Regions from separate parts of the Gossypium hirsutum genome. Here region 1 is linked to region 2. The links are chromatin contacts, called in public Hi-C maps. All regions are on one chromosome and are shown on one strand. Each heading gives the region's core, a stretch centred on a gene start, on an enhancer-like site or on the middle of the called end of the contact. The rest is flanking DNA. Distances are from core to core; before and after follow the strand shown. Region 1 holds the start of LOC107958836 (pentatricopeptide repeat-containing protein At2g06000). Region 2 has its middle 5.9 kb from the start of LOC107958776.

Region 1 (4,839 bases), core at 1,974-4,473, 130 kb before region 2:
TGCCGGCTTAACAGCCTACAATAAGGTCCAAGACATGTAAAAGAAGCAAATGTATTGTACACAACAAAGACAATACTGTAAATTTTCTTCCATTAAATGCTTGTTGTGTAATAAATTTGCCAATATTGAAAAATAAATTTATATCCTTGTTATGTTTGTCTTTTATTCAAAGCATAAATTTGGAATACAAGAATGTAACTCATGGACCCGTCTGAAACAAAAAAGAGAACCATGTAAACAGAAATCCCTTTATTGATGATCAGCATGTCCACAAATACATTTCATTCATTCTTGAAATTTTCTAAAGTTCTGTACACACTAAAATGTGGGGGGCCAAAAAACAGAGTGTATTGAATTGTCCAGAATAAATAAGGAAAAAAACATGAATTTGATCCATCCTTTTTCCATGTTCCTTACTGAAAACACGAAATTGCTTTGTTTTCTCATTTGACATACAGAAGTGAAGGGACAAAGGGCCAACCTCCGTGGTACGTGCCACTCATCTAGCATCATGCCTGTTTTCTATAGCATTATCCAGCATTTGAAGCCAAAGAAAAATATTCATTGGTGATGGTCTCCTACCAAATTCAGATTTAAGATGTTGTTACACCCTCATATAATGTAAAGAGGCAATGGCAGAATACAAGGAAATATGCTTACTTGTTATCCTGCAAACTCATAGAAAAGAAAATTTGTGTTAAGAATAATCGTTGAAGAAAATAAATGCAACTTGACATCACTCTTCTCCTTTATCTATTAAAAATAGCATTTACTAGTTATATAGTTTGGAGCATGATTGAAGAAAGGGATTAGAACTCATATAATGAGTATAAATGTTATTTTTAACCTTATGGTACACTGGGGCAACTGAATCAATCGACTTGCTAGCTAAGACAAGTCACTTGGTTGGGAGAAAGAGAAAATCATTCAATTGTATTATTTATAAGTACGTTTTTTAAACAGCATGATCAAAAAGTTTATGACATGAACAAAAGAAAACAAAAAAGAGACTTACTTAATGGAAGGTCATTTGTGCTTCAAGCTGGATATGCTTAATTGGATACTTGATGCATGCTGTAGGCCCTTTTCAACATCTCTGGACCAGACTGAGTTCAATGATGCGGAGCTTTTCTCTTAAGCAGCAACAGGCACAACTCTGTTTATCCTCAAAGGAATATTGTTATCCAAAGATGATATTGTTGAAACACGGGAGGCTTCATTAGGCATCCCAGCCTTGAAAAGGCAAGATACCAAAGAATGCACGGCGAAATCATCAGGTACACAACCAACTGATAACATTTTATCGAAAATGCCAATTGCTTCAAGCATTCTTCCTTTCATACAATGCCCGATAATGAGAATAGTATATGTCACTTTATCAGGATAACATTTCTTCTCCTTCATTTCCACTACAATCAAATTGGCCTCGTCCAAATTCCCAGACTTGCAGAACCCGTCAATCACAGGGTTGAAGATAAACGGTTTCGGAACAATATTTGTACATGTCAACTCCTTCAAAAGTTCACGAGCCTCATGCAGTCTGTTTTCCTTGCATAGAGCATTGATAATAATAGAAAAAGTATAAACATTTGGAGATATATTTCTCACTTTCATTGTATTCCAAAGCTGCAAACTCCGGTTCACATCTCCATTGCGACAGTATCCGTCAATCAAGGAAGTAAAGGTTACAACATCAGCAATGCAACCAAAAGAAGCCATCTTCTCATACATGGATTTAGCAGAAAGCATATCTCCAACCTTGCCAAAGCCATCAATCAGAACATTAAAAGTGACGGCACTAGGCACCGTTCCTGAATTAATCATCTCATTAAGAAGAGCAGAAGCCTTCCCCATCTTACCCAACTTACAGTAACCGGATATGACTGATGTATAAGTCACAACATCTGGTGAACAATCATCTCTCAATCGAATTTCATTCAATAACTCGTGACCTCTATCTACCTCATTTGCCCTACATAGCCCACCTATAATGGTGTTATAGGTAAGAATATCAGGAAAACAACCAAAAATCCACATATCATTAAAAAACTCAAAAGCCTTGTCCACCTGCCGAGCTTTGCACAGGCCTAGAATTAGAATATTAAATGTCCAATTATCTGGGTTAAAGTTCAATCCTAGATTCTCTTTGTATAAGCTAACTGCCTCTTCTAGTTTATTTTGCTTAATCATCATATTCAACAAATTGTTTAGAGCAAAAATGTCGATCCCCACTTCATCGGACTGAATCTCAGCAAGCAACTTCTTTGCCATTCCAAAGTCACCTGCCCTCGCAAAAGACGAAATTATGAATCCTACAATAGTATCATCAGGCAAATGCCTGTCAATCCTCGCATAATCAAAAACTAATTTAGCCGACTCATGTAGACCCATATTACAAAGTGATCTCATAAGCAAAGTATAAGTCCAAAATGAATGAGTAATATTAAATTTAACTCTGCTGAACTCGAAAAACTTCAACCCTAATGCTGGATCGTTTAACCATTTAACAACTTGTAATTCAATTAACGGTGACAAATGCTTGCTCAAATAACCCAGAGAGCGATCACTCAAAGGTTGGGAATAAAGAAATAGAGTGCAAACAACCTTAACAAACCAAGCCTCGTGCTTTTGAACTACCTTTACATCTTTATAGCCTGGCGGGTGAGATCCTCCGTGAGATTGAATATGATACTGAGGAACGAAGAGCTTGGAGGCGGGTCGAACCCTTGAGGCACGAGTTGTGAATGAAAAAAGGGTCATATGTAACCCCACACCATATCTAGGCCTAATTAGATACTCAAAATTCTCTTCTTGGCAATGACCAAAATTTCTACTGGGAACCCCAGATTCAAAGTTGGGTTCTTGATAGAACTCCCTACCCTTCATGGAGATGGCGAGAAATCCAAATACGGTACCATAGCAAATCGATCCATAGCTCAAACTAAACGATAAAATATCTTACCAGAAAAAGATCCAAAACCCCAGATAAATCTCAAGCATTCAATAACTTAATTAGACCATTGGATGATCACTGAGCATTGAAACGATTGATATTGACAACCAAAAAATGGATAAACGAAAGCAATCTGAAATAAGAAAACAAGAAAATGGGGAAAAAAAGATCTTAGAACTGTTAGGTATATTGGGGGGATTTCGATGCTAGATGCAAAGGAACGGCAAAATTAGGGTTTTCAGCGTCGCTTGTGGGAAATGTAGCCCAGCTTTGTTAGAGGTCGCTGGCTCCCACTGCTCCATCCTAGCGAAACGAGACAATGGGTTCCAAAGTCTTGGGCTTTATGTCCAGAGCTTTAGATCCATTGAAGCTCAATTGGGCCAATGCTTAAGCCGAAGAAGAGTTTTTTATATTGGGCCTATTGGCTATAGGCCTATTAAAATATTTTTTTTCAATTTTCTAATTAAACTCGAAATTCGAAGATAACTGTCAATGAACAAACACAAAAAATCTCAATAATCAAGACCAAAGTATGACCGGCACGTGTCCCTTTAGTTGATCGCATGGTTGCCACGTTTTCTTTTGTTGCAGACTGTCACCAAATATATTTCGTATAAAAGAGTGAAAAGACAAATCCAAAATAAATTGTTTTTTTGCAATATATTTGGATAAAAGAAAACAGTAATTTCAATTATCACCTGATTTTCTCTGTTTTGTTTTATTATGATTAATTCTTAAATTTATAAATATCAAAATTTTATTAGAAAACGTGAAAGTCTTCCCTAATCAACGGCAAAAACCTTTTTCATATATTTCTTTGTTGTCTTAAAATTAAATACTCACTCATTCAACTGACAAAAATACGTTATCATCACTATCGACACAAATCTCAACATCGTGTGATCAAGTGTGAATCATAACCGAACACGTCAGGTAAAAGTCAATAAAAATCTAGAACAAACGCGAGTCATTGTATCCTGGCCTACAACATAGTCCTGCCTCCTTTCTTTCTTTCTTAATTCTTACAAAATCAAAGTATCTTTATCCAGAATTTCAGATAATCTTTTTTATTCATTTTTTTCTTTCTCAACAATTTCCGATAAAAAGAATTTCGTTTTTTTTTTATTCGGTTTTGAGTACTTAACTATTTAACTTTTTTTTTTCTGTAGAAAATTAAAGTAACTTCTTTTAGTTTTTATTTTTTTATTTTCTCTCTCTGTGTTATCAAGAATGGCGGAAATATCGCCATCTCCCATGTGCACTTCACCAGATATTATTATTAATACCCACTGGGTTTAAGTTCCCTTGCTTTTCTCTGCCCTTTTCATCTCCCTAAACGATGTCGCTTGTCTATGATAGGAATAATGAAAATAGTAGTTCAATGAGACGCTCGGGGTTTATCCACGGGATGCAGTGTATCTCCGTCTATGATTCGCCGGAGGAGAAAAGAGATGATAGGTTGCGGTTGCTTTCGACGGAGGAAGAGGAGGAAGAGAGAGACGATGATGAGTCGGGGTCTTGCAGTTCGTCGTCGATAGGAAGGAACAGCGATGATTCCGGTGGATCACCATCGGATGATGATGACTCACCGGAACCTGAAGTACAAAGCCAGCTTAAAGGACCTTTGGATACAATGGATGCTCTACAGGAGATTTTGCCTTTGAGGTAAACCACTTTTAACATTCAAAAAAAAAAAAAATTGGCTTGTTTTTTCTTTATGGGTTTTGATTTAAACTCGATTCCTCGTTGAAATTTGCAAGTAAATCTAGAGGAATAGCTAGGTTTTTGTTTGATAATTTCTTCAAAAAGGATGAAGTGGCTTTAACTTTTAATGAAAGGTCATGAATCATTTAAAGCGTATTAAAGTAGTGAAATGTGGGTTTGAT
Region 2 (4,749 bases), core at 434-2,933:
AAAGTCCGAGTTACGTTAATATGGTGAAAAATTGAAATGTGAATTTGAGGCATTGAAACGAGAAAAATAAATTGAATTACGAATTGAAATTGGAATTGTGATAATAAGAGAAAAGTATGAAATGTATATTCATAAGTGATATAAATTTAAGTTTGAGAAAATACATTGATTTATGAATTAGTACATATGACATTAATTGTTAGGTATTTTAATATTTATGTTTTTACTATTGTTGATATAATTTGAATTATGGTAATATCACTGAGTATATCCATACTCAGCGTACGGTTGTTTCCGTGCGCAGGTTAGTAGAAGTCAAGTGTCCCGGTTCAGCATCCAGAACATTCCCGACTCCAACACAAATTTGGTGATGTATATTTTTCTTTTGGGTAAAGGTGGCATGTACATAGGTGTTATATAGTCACTTGAATATGCATATTACTTTGGGTAGTGAAGGTTGAATTATAAGATTTAGATGGTTAAATGAAATGGTAAGAAAAGTATATGATATTTTGATACATGAACATTAAGTTGTTAAATGAATGAAGTTTTTAATCAATTTTGAATGATGCTATGATAGTTATTAAGTTGAAATTATGTTAATGATATAAATATTAGTTATATGAATGTGAAAAATTGGTGCTGGTTGTTTTAGTTTGAATTTGCAGAAGGTTTTAGGTAAAAATAAGCAGACCAAAATTTTTATAAAAAAAAAATTTAGAATATTCGAACAAGTTCCGTTCTACTTTTAACACGTGCTTGAACTTTGAGAGTTCAAGATAGGGACTCAATTATTATATTATACCATAAAAGTTATATTAATTGTAAATTATTAGTAAGTTGTCTGATATGTCCGGTAATGCCTCATAACCTCGTTCCGGTAACGGTTTGGGGTTAGGAGGTGTTACAGAGTTAGTCGGGAAAGTGGTTAAACTAGACATGAACACAGATAGTAGGTCACCGGGTCGCTTTGCTAGAATGGTAGTTTACGTCAATCTGGACAAACCTCTGGTTCCTCAAGTTCTGATCAATGGCCGAACGCAGAAGGTGGAGTACGAGTCATTATCAACCATCTGCTTTAATTGTGGGAGATATGGCCATGTAGATAATATGTGTCCTTTTAGAAATGTTGAGTCATCGACTGAGAAGGGTAATAAGTCGCCGGAGGTGAGTTCGGAAAATTCAAAATCAGCTAGAGAAGAATCGGAGAAGAAAGACGAGAGTTACGGGCCATGGATGATTGTAGGAAATTAAGACGGAGAGCAAGGGATAACGGCCAGAAGACTGCCAGATTTTATGGGAAAGATAAGGAAGGTTCCTGCATTACTGGGCATAATAATAGCAATTTTATGAAAGAAAATAATGAGGGAGACATTAGTGCTGTTCGAAACTCTAAAGGGAAAGAGATCATTAATGAAAATAATCAGGGTCATAAATCCGAGGCTAATCCCAATGGTCAATCTAATTTAATGGCAGCCAAGGCCAAATCAAACAAGTCTCTGGGAGTGGGTTCTAGTATGAACCCTGGGCTGAGTAATAAAAATAATACTGGGCTTGTTTTGAGACCGAGCCCGGTTCAAAATACCTATTTACAAATTTCAAAAGAACCCAACACGGATTTGGACCTGAGTGTTTCTACGGCCCGAGAGCAGTTAGAGCAGATCAGACGGGAGGGAATAGCCCAGACTTACCTTGCTGTTACTGAAATCGACGGGCGGCCTATTGCTGTGGAAGCTGCTTTCAGCACTTCTATCGACAGTAATTCGCACAAAGACCTAGGCGAAACTTCGATCCCTCTCCCTCCTATTAGAAATTTGAAAGGAAATGAGCCCAAAGTGGTGACGGTGGCTGTAGGGAATCTGGACTCCGATAAACATTCGGTGGTTACATTTTTAGAAAATAAAAGTGAAACCCACCGGAGAAGTGCATCTCATACAAACTTTCTTTCGATTTTGCCCTAGGAGGAGGCTACTGACTTTGGAAAAAAAGGCAAAATTAAAAGAACATATAACCTCAACAAGCATAGCAAAACTCTTCACGGCAGTAACACCCGGTTTAAAAACTCAGGCTCTCAGAAAGTATCGTTAAAAACATCCATGGAACAGCTTGCTGAAAATATTGCAATTTTCTTGAAAGAAAACTTGGATTTTGGAGCATTCACCAAAGCTGATAATAACCTTGGGGGTGTAAGTAACCCCGAACAGTAAGAGACTTTTGTTTCTTTTATGCAGTTTGTTTATTTTGAAATTATTTTTGGAATTTTATTTGTGCTTCTTACTTTTCTTTTTTTAATGGATTTAAATCTCAAAATTTTCTTATGGAATTGTCAAGGGTATGTTAACAGGAAATTTATTCGGGCCTTTCGGGAATATAAAGTTGAACACAATCCTGATATAGTTTGTTTGGTGGAACCTAGAGTGAGCGGTCAAAAAGCTAATTTTATTATTGAACAATTAGGGTTTAATTTTTCTCACTGGGTGGATTCTGTTGGTTTTTCAGGGGGTATTTTAGTGCTTTGGAAGGATTCGCTTCGAATTCGTATTATTAAAAATCACCCGCAATTTATTTCTTTAGGTGTTGATAATTTTATTCCTAATAAATAGTTTCTCATATTTTTTGTGTATGGAAGTCCAGATAGATCGAAGCGAATATCTCTATGGGAAGGATTAAAAGCTTTCTCCCCAACCCAGCCTATTCCTTGGCTAATTATGGGAGATTTCAATGCCATCTTGTCTCCTGAGGATAAGAAGAGCCCTTACACTATTGGTAAGCGATGTGTTTCTTTTGGAAAATTTGACTCTTGTGAATTGCAGGACATAGGATTTTGTGGGCCTCCCTTCACTTGGCAAAAGGGAAATACTTTTGTTAGATTGGACCGGGCTTTACCCGTATTAAGTCCGATCACCGACCTCTTTTATTATCTACTAATCTTGAGTTTAAGGTGGATAGTGGAAGACTGTTTAGATTTCTTGCTGGGTGGACGTTGCATAACACTTTTCCCAACTTTGTTAAAGAAAAGTGGAATTTATCAGGTAATATGGCTGTTTCTTTGAGTGAGTTCACTTCTTTTGTTAAAATTTGGAACAAGAATGTGTATGGTTTTTTGGGCACTCATAAACGGCTTCTCAAGAGAGAACTGTGCAACATCCAAAAGGCATTTGAACATTTCCCCTCTAGTCATTTAGCTAAAAAAGAGATGGATATTCGTGATGAGTTAGAAAATGTGTTGGAGCATGAGGATCTGTTGTGGAGGCAAAAAACTCGTTGCGATTGGCTTCAACTGGGGGATCGTAACACAAAGTTTTATCACAGTCGCACGATACTGAGAAGAAAATTCAATCGTATTACTTGTCTACGTTTGGATAATGGGGATTGGTGTTCTGACCAAGATGTTTTACAATCAAAGGCGGTTGAATTTTTCGAACAGCTTTATGGTGAGTCCTCTCCTTTTTTGAGTAGTAGACCGAATTTTGATTTCCCTAACCTCACTTTTACAGAGATTAAGTTTTTGGAAAAGGCTGTCACGAATGAGGAGATTAAAAAAGCGTTATTTGACATGGCGCCTTTGAAAGCATCTGGTAGTGATGGGTTTCACACTCATTTTTTCCAAAGTTAGTGGGATACCCTTGGAGAAGATGTGTGCATTTGGGCTAAAGATGTCTTTGCTGGATGTCCGATTGAATAAGAGCTCAACAACACTTTGCTTGTTCTTATTCCCCAAAAAGATAGCCCTGAAGATTTCACTCAGTTCCGACCTATCAGTTTGTGTTCAGTCCTTTATAAGTTGATAATGAAAGTAATCGCTAACCGTTTTAAGGAGATTTTTCCCAAGTTGATATCTCAAGAACAAGCGGGTTTTATTGTGGGTAGGAGCATTTCAGATAATATTATTCTCGTACAGGAAGTTATTCATTCTATATGTAGCAAACGGTTGGGGAGAAATTGGATGGCCATTAAGTTGGACCTGGAGAAATCTTACGATATAGTGAGTTGGGATTATATTCATGAAGCTTTGATTGCGGTTAAGATTCCTATTTTTTTACGAAATGTCATCATGTCAACCATAACATCCTCTTTTTTGCAAATTCTCTGGAACGGAGTGCCTACTCGAAAGTTTAAACCGTGTAGAGGAATTTGCCAAGGATGCCCGTTATCACCCTATCTCTTCGTTCTTTGTATGGAGGGCTTGGGTCATAGCATTCGAGCTAACAGGAATAGTGGCTTGTGGAAATCTATTCGGTTATCCCACACCGGTCTAGAGATCTCGCATTTATTTTTTGCTGACGACTTGGTGATCTTTTGTAAAGCGCAAATGGAACAAGCTAGATTTTTGGACTCTATTCTTGAGCAATTCTGTGATAGTTCGGGACATAGAATAAGTGGTAGGAAGAGTAATATCTTTTTTTCCAAGTCTACTGAAGGAGGTATTCGCAGTCAAATCTTTCGAATGTTCAGATTTTAGGAAGTTCAAAAACTTGGCATTTATTTTGGAGTACCCCTCCTTCATGAAAGGATAACTAGCAATACATTGAGCTTTATTGTTGAGAAGTAAGACTAAAACTACAGAATTGGGATGCGAGGAATTTATCTATTTCGGGGAGGATTACCTTGGCTCAGTCAGTGCTCTTATCCATACCAAACTACTTTATGCAATCCTTGATGATCCCGAAAGGTGTTTGCTTTGAGATTGAGAAATTGGTCAGGAGTTTTATTTGGGGAGGCACTGAAGGGCACACTAAAATGTCCTTA

The links. A called contact is a pair of places that touch in the nucleus more often than the background predicts.
Region 1: a Hi-C map of leaf shows a contact between it and region 2, with 1.7 times the contacts expected there. The contact joins the promoter of LOC107958836 here to the enhancer-like site in region 2. A contact is called at or near these places in 3 of 34 Hi-C or Micro-C datasets (all in leaf).

Annotation. Positions count from the first base shown.
Region 1 is chrA05:3,511,427-3,516,265 of Gossypium_hirsutum_v2.1, reverse strand. LOC107958836 (pentatricopeptide repeat-containing protein At2g06000) reads right to left here and starts at 3,223. Exons shown (of 3, transcript XM_016894733.2): 1 at 1,016-3,223; 2 at 661-668; 3 at 235-578. The coding sequence starts at 2,886. The coding sequence ends at 1,135. LOC107958835 reads left to right here and starts at 3,928. Exons shown (of 2, transcript XM_016894731.2): 1 at 3,928-4,618. The coding sequence starts at 4,293. LOC107958837 (thiol protease aleurain) reads left to right here. Exons shown (of 8, transcript XM_016894737.2): 8 at 1-152.
Region 2 is chrA05:3,382,190-3,386,938 of Gossypium_hirsutum_v2.1, reverse strand. No RefSeq gene overlaps it. Among protein-coding and RNA genes, the nearest start is that of LOC107958776, 5.9 kb to the right of the region's middle. Within about 2 kb of position 1,683, at least 9 of the 9 cell types and tissues checked have an H3K27ac peak or open chromatin away from gene starts, as enhancers often do. A contact at or near this core is called in leaf, where this site is marked.